Linked DNA regions of Mus musculus: region 1 is linked to region 2. A link is a contact called in public Micro-C data. All regions are on one chromosome and are shown on one strand. Each heading gives the region's core, a stretch centred on a gene start, on an enhancer-like site or on the middle of the called end of the contact. The rest is flanking DNA. Distances are from core to core; before and after follow the strand shown. Region 1 overlaps Nedd4 (neural precursor cell expressed, developmentally down-regulated 4). Region 2 holds the start of Nedd4 (neural precursor cell expressed, developmentally down-regulated 4).

Region 1 (3,123 bases), core at 301-2,800, 48 kb after region 2:
CCGAGTGCTGGGATTAAAGGCATGCGCCACCATGCCCGGCTGTCTGTTTCTTTTTTGTTGTTGTTTTTTTCAAGACAGGGTTTCTCTGTGTAGCCCTGGCTGTCCTGGAAATCACTTTGTATACCAGGCTGGCCTTGAACTCAGAAATCTGCCTGCCTCTGCCTCCCAAGTGCTGGGATTAAAGGCGTGCACCACCATGCCCGGCCAGTCTGTCTGTTTCTAAGTGGTATAAACATGTCCTAAAATTGTTTCTTGGTTTGTATTGGGGGGGAAATGGAAAGAAATGTTTTGTTTTGTTTTTCCTCCTTTTAGCCTTGTAATACAATGGCGATTTGTGAACCGTATCCAGAAGCAAATGGCAGCTTTTAAAGAGGTAGGTACACAGCACTCTTGCTCACCATACCCAGACTTCCAAGACCCACACATCTGAGAGGGTAAGATGTGGTGGGCTCTGTAAAGTCTTTCTCAATATGTTTCTAGTTTGATTTTATGTTTTTAAAATAATATACATATGCACTCATGGAGATCAGTAAAGAACCCCCTGGAGTGTACAAGTTGGGTCCCAATTCTTTCTTCTAGTCCCATGCTCCCAGAAATAAGACTCAGACCCAAGTCTTACAAGTACCCTGGCCATATAGCTAGGTTCTTCTCTGACTAGGATCATAACTTATAGATAACACATTTATTTCAATCTTTATTCTGCCATGTAGCTGGTTACCTCTGCTCAGGTGCTATATGTCAGTCTCACTATATATTCCTGGGCAAATCTTCCTGCTCTGACTGTCTTCAAGAATTCTTAGAATCTTAGTGGGAAGTGGTTAGGGAGGCTCAAAGCGGGATTAAGCTGGGGACTAGAGGAACTCAGAGAAAAAGCCATGAGCAAGCAGCTGTGCCAGTGAGAACGAGAGTCTTCAGTCCTCCAAGTGGGGGAAAGTAAGGTGCAGAGGTGCTATGGTTGGGGGCGGAGGCCGGATGAATGCAAGTCCAAGGGCAGCCTGGGATACATAGTATGACCCTGTCAAAAAGGGAGTAGGGAGAGAGATTGTAGTATTAAGAGCAGGCTGGGAGGGCTCAGTGGGTTTAAGGTGTGTGCTGCCAAACTTGAGGACATGGCTTTGAACCCTGGGCACATATAATCACTTAGTGGAAGGAGAAAGCTAACTCCTGCAAGCTGTCATCCGACTGCCACACACGTGCTGTGGAACATGTGTACCCATACATTTACACAGACATACAGGCACAAACGTGATGTTTTAGACAAAAATCAAATAGAATAGAAATACAAAGTGTTTACCAGACCGTTACAGTGCTGACCTTGGCTGTGTCTGCAGCAGGGCAGGTGGCAGTGTGGTGGAGGGGCAGTTGGCGTACAAATGACTGAATTTAGCTTTGCACACTCTGTGTACTTGTCTGTGAAAGGAAGAAGTGAGAGGTGACTTTGTGCAGGCTTCAGTGGGTGAAGGAGAGGAGCAGGGAGCTGAGGACACTGCAGAAGCCTCTGAGGCCTTGCTGAGGGGTCTTCCCTCCTGCAGTGGGCGTGGCCAGGGTGGGGGGAGGAATTTTGTCTGACTCAGTCTCCTCAGTACTGTGAACAAGGGAGGGAGAGGGACAAAGGAGGCTGTTACCAGCCACTTTAAGAAATAAAGAACAGCCATATTGAAATGCAGTGTGTAGCGGCAAAGTCTGTAGAAGTGAACGCGCTCCCCTTTACCAGACGCTGGAGCATAGCTGTGCCTGCTCACTAGCTTCCGACGCGTTTCCTTTCCTTCTAGGGATTTTTTGAACTGATACCACAGGATCTCATCAAGATATTTGATGAAAATGAGCTAGAGGTAAGAACTATTTCTGCATGTGCTTGGGAATGTAGTTAATGAGCGCTGCAGGCCATGAGTTCAGTCCTTAGCACCACTGGTGTGGGGTAGAGGGGATGGCCATTTGTGGAAGGGATGAGGGAGGGGCTTCCTTAGCGTGTGAAGCCCTGGGCCCCGTCCTCAGACACCGTAGAACGGGTGTGGTGGTGCACACCTGTTACCCAGCTCTTTGGAGGTGGAAGCAAGAAGACCAATAGTTCTTGTCATCCAGAGCTACACTGTTTGAAGCTAACCTGGGCTACAGGGACCCTGTCTTTAAAAAGAGAACTGGAGGGCTGACAAGATGGCTCAGTGGGAAAAGTAGACCGCCAAGCCTGACAGCCTGAATTTGGCTCCTGGAGTGGACATGGACCCCCAATGAGTTGTCCTCTAACTTTCTCACTCAGAACATGACATACACATGCTGATGTTGCCATACATACATACATACATACATACATACAGTTTGATAGATAGATAGATAGATAGATAGATAGATAGATAGATAGATAGATAGATAGATAGATAAGGAAAGAGAAATGCTCTATGGTTTTGTTTTTTTTAAGATATATTTTATGTATATGAGTGCACTGTTGCTGTCTTCAGACACAGCAGAAGAGGGCATCAGATTCCATTAGAGATGGTTGTGAGCCATCATGAGATTGCTGAGAATTGAACTCAGGACCTCTGGAAGAGCAATCAGTGCTCTTAACAGCTGAGCCATCTCTCTAGCCCTAAATGCTCTATGTTAAAACAGCTTTGGCTGGATGTCCCAGCACTGAGGGACAGAGGCAGTGAACCGCTGTGAGTTTGAGGCCAGCCTGATCTATATAATGAGTTCCAGAGGTACATAATAAGACCCTGTCTCGGGAAGGAGAAAACAGCAGAGCTTCGCCCTGGTTTTCCTGCTTACCATTCTGACTGCCGATCCGTGTATCTGTCTGCAGCTTCTCATGTGTGGTCTGGGAGATGTGGATGTGAACGACTGGCGGGAACACACAAAATACAAAAATGGCTACAGCATGAACCACCAGGTCATCCACTGGTTCTGGAAGGTAATCTAAGACATGTACTCAGTCGTGCTATGCCTCTGAGTGTGAGTCCACCCTTGCCAATAGCCATGGGTAAGCAGGGAGAGCATTCAGGGTGCACTGAGATGGGCACATTAGCTTTCACCAATGTGGGAACACTCTTAGAATGTGAGGTAACCGGCAACATGGCTCCTCTAAATGCTTACAGCTATGCCTTTCAGTAATACCAATATATGCAACTG
Region 2 (3,122 bases), core at 105-2,604:
TGTGACATTTGGGAGAGAAATTAAAATATTAAGCCTTTATTGCCGAGTAAGCTGAAAATACAGTAAAGGTTATGTAAACATAAATCAGAAATATATATCTATATATACAGAGAATCACCACCTCTGAAGGACAAGCCGTCTACTGTTCTCTGCTGTGAGAGTTTTATCAGTACTCGTAATTCTACCTCAGAGGCCATGCTAGTGGGCAAAGATGTAAACAAGGGCCTGCCTTGTTTATATTATGAAATATGTGGCCTGGTTTGTATGTCTTGTCTTTATAGGTGTCTAACAGCTGCCTGGGTTGTTTTAAAGCACCAGTAGGGCCCGCAGAGGACTCTCCGAGAACAGGATTGCCATTGAGATATGTTTATTTGATGTGTTAAATCCTTTTTAGGCTTCTTTACTTACCACAACACTCTCTTTAAGTGAATGAATTGCACACAGTGGAATAAAATATCCAATGTGTTCAGACTATATTGGGGTGTAGCTTTTCTGTCTAATCTGCATATGTTTTTAATGGAATGTTTACCCAGGCTATTTCTTGGCAGGATTTTAATAGTCAAAATATAAATGGCATCATTTAAAGACTGTACTACTTGGCTGCATTAAACGTTAAAATTACAGGACAAAATGGTTGGTGACAGCTTCTCCTCAGCCTTTTTTTAAAAATTTCCCCTTGAGGAGGTTATTTGGTGTTTACAACAATGTTACTGGGCTCGTTTTGTAGTTCAGTTTGTCAACTTTCACTTTCATAATTGTGTTTTGCTAAAATATTTACCTTGTTCAATTTGACGGTTAGGCTTTATGCCCCTCACCCCACGTTTTTGTATTTCCAAGTTATTCAGCTGTTTTCATTTACTCATTCCTGAAAAAATATTACAGTCCGCGTAGTCCCTGCATTAAACCTGACTAAATCTCTCAGTATGGCCATATTTTGAAATTCAATCTTTAATTTGATACTCAATCACACAGGTTTTATTTGTACCCATTTCCTGTAATCCTATAGCATTCAGTGAAAATATTAGCGGTGAGGATCACCGGGGGAAGTTGTAGGCACTGAGATTTCGGGAGTTAAATGTTCGTTTTGTAGGGCTGGGGTGAAAAACTAGGTTTCCCAGTTGAAATTGAAGAAGCTTGTTGTTCTTGCGTTACTCATTCATGCAAATTGGCGAAGGTATAATTGAAACAAGGTTGGCTGTGTTTGAGTCAGGGCTGCAGCTGAGCTCAGCTTAAAGGTCGCTGGAAATCAAGTGCTTTGTCAGTGAAGGCGTTCTGACTCCCGGCGATTCTAGACACTTGGGGAACGTCAATCTCGGGCATGGGTCGTCCTTTTCTATGAAATCTGGTATCTGAAGTTAAAGACGCCTCCCCACGAGCTTTTTCAACACCGCCGATGGTTTTTTCCTCTGGATGCAGCACAGCTGCGCTAGCCTGACTACAGACAGAGCTCTTTGTTTTGACTCTCAGCCCTGAACATGCTTGGAAATGAGAACAAATGGCACAGAGTTTACGACTGCACTTTGCCGCCAGAAGAAGCAAGACTTACCCTCTGTCGGAACCCTCTGGAGATGACTTGGATAGCCACGTTGACACACACGGCCAGAGGCGGCCCCGGATCTCAGTGGCTAGTGTGGTTCAAATGAGGCTGACCCCCAGACAGGCGCCACAGGCTCCGTGGGTAGAGCATAGATCCTCTGAAAGTACTGACAAAAAGAGCAGCTGCCTGCAGATCTCACTGCAGCCCAGATACGGAGGGTGTCTTCCATCTGACACTGTCGTGGCTGATAGGGACAGTACTTCCTCTACCTGTGCTTCAAAGGATGATGTTTGCAGCAGCAGTGGAATTGACAGTGAGCTGGACAATGGCAGCCTCAGTAACTTCTCAGCCAGTGACAGTGGGTCTTACAGCAGCAGTGGCAGTGACTGTGGGTCTTGTGCAAGCCTCGCAAGTGGAGGCTCCTCCACCGGCAGTGGTGTCAGCGACAGTAGTGGCTATGAGACCTTTTTCAGTGGAAATTTACCTTCTGACAACGCCTCCAACAGAAGCGTGCCAGTCGACACTACACCCCGTGAAGTTATGTGCGGAAGTCCCAGTAGACTTCCCTTTGCCCAGGAGGACCTGGATCGTGGAGTAGAGATTATGAAACTGCCAGTGAGTAGGAACGCAAAGGGTCCACTGAAGCGCTGCACGTCTTTGGTCATTTTCCCCAGGAGTCCTTCAAACACCCCACCAGCATCCCCGACGAGCAGAGGTGCCTACCAGACCTCACACCAGTTGGTTGTATCACCTACTGAAACTGCACATCATGAAGATGGATCTGGCACCAAAGGCTTTCTGTCAACAGCTGTCAACGGGCTTCGATTATCTAAAATGGTTTGTACTCCTGGAGAAGTCAGAGATGTACGGCCACTCCATGCCAAGGGCTCATTGCAAAAGAAAATTGTCATTTCAAATAATAGGCCCAAACAAACTGTGTGTGAGAAGTTGCCAGAAGGATTTTCCTGTGTTTCCGTGCACTTGACCCAACAAAAACCAACGACATCAGATTGTGCAAACCCCCGTGGTGGCTGCACATCAGAGAGGTTAGAACTTCAGCTGCAGTCTGATTTGGACCATGGCATGCTCAAACAGAGGGCATCCCCTTGCTTGCCAACCGCATCAGACATGGGTTACCATTTAAACATCCGTGGAGAGTTGGAAAGACCAAATTCACCGATAAGCAAAGGCCATGCTGCTTTGCAAAGAAGTGTTTCGCTGGGTGGGACATACCCAAATATTTCCTGCTTATCCAGCCTGAAGCACAATTGTTCAAAGGGGGGACCATCTCAGTTGCTCATTAAGTTTGCATCTGGGAATGATGGTAAAGTTGATAGTTTCTGGAGACAGAGAGACTTGACAAATGAACTGTCTGATGTTTGTAAGGTAAGATTCCTCTGGTCTTGAAAAAATACTTCCTGGAATTCTTAGCTATACTGATTATACTTGATTATAGCACTATCTGTTCCTTTCTGTGGCCCTTAGTGAGGAAGTTTTTAGAAAGCTTCAATTTTATATTTGTAAAGCTCTTTCTTATTTTACCAATGGATAAACTACTTTTAAAACAAACAAACAAAAAAAAAAC

Evidence for each region. A called contact is a pair of places that touch in the nucleus more often than the background predicts.
Region 1: a contact with region 2 is called in a Micro-C map of embryonic stem cells, with 1.9 times the contacts expected there. The contact joins the enhancer-like site here to the promoter of Nedd4 in region 2. A contact is called at or near these places in 1 of 39 promoter capture datasets (embryonic stem cells), 2 of 15 datasets of contacts at CTCF or cohesin (embryonic stem cells and stem cell-derived epiblast-like cells), 45 of 484 Hi-C or Micro-C datasets (the CH12 cell line, ECoMG myeloid progenitors, the G1E-ER4 cell line and 25 more), 7 of 115 datasets of contacts at active chromatin or transcription factors (embryonic stem cells, extraembryonic endoderm stem cells and stem cell-derived neural progenitor cells) and 5 of 9 other capture datasets (adipose tissue, embryonic stem cells, embryonic tail and 2 more).

What each region holds. Positions count from the first base shown.
Region 1 is chr9:72,739,856-72,742,978 of GRCm38.p6, forward strand. It overlaps Nedd4 (neural precursor cell expressed, developmentally down-regulated 4), which reads left to right. Exons shown (of 24, transcript NM_001357998.1): 19 at 313-373; 20 at 1,773-1,832; 21 at 2,798-2,905. Among named protein-coding and RNA genes, the nearest start is that of Gm27204, 38 kb to the right of the region's middle. Within about 2 kb of position 1,551, at least 6 of the 459 cell types and tissues checked have an H3K27ac peak or open chromatin away from gene starts, as enhancers often do. A contact at or near this core is called in embryonic stem cells and induced pluripotent stem cells, where this site is marked.
Region 2 is chr9:72,691,944-72,695,065 of GRCm38.p6, forward strand. Nedd4 (neural precursor cell expressed, developmentally down-regulated 4) reads left to right here and starts at 1,355. Exons shown (of 24, transcript NM_001357998.1): 1 at 1,355-2,923. The coding sequence starts at 1,496.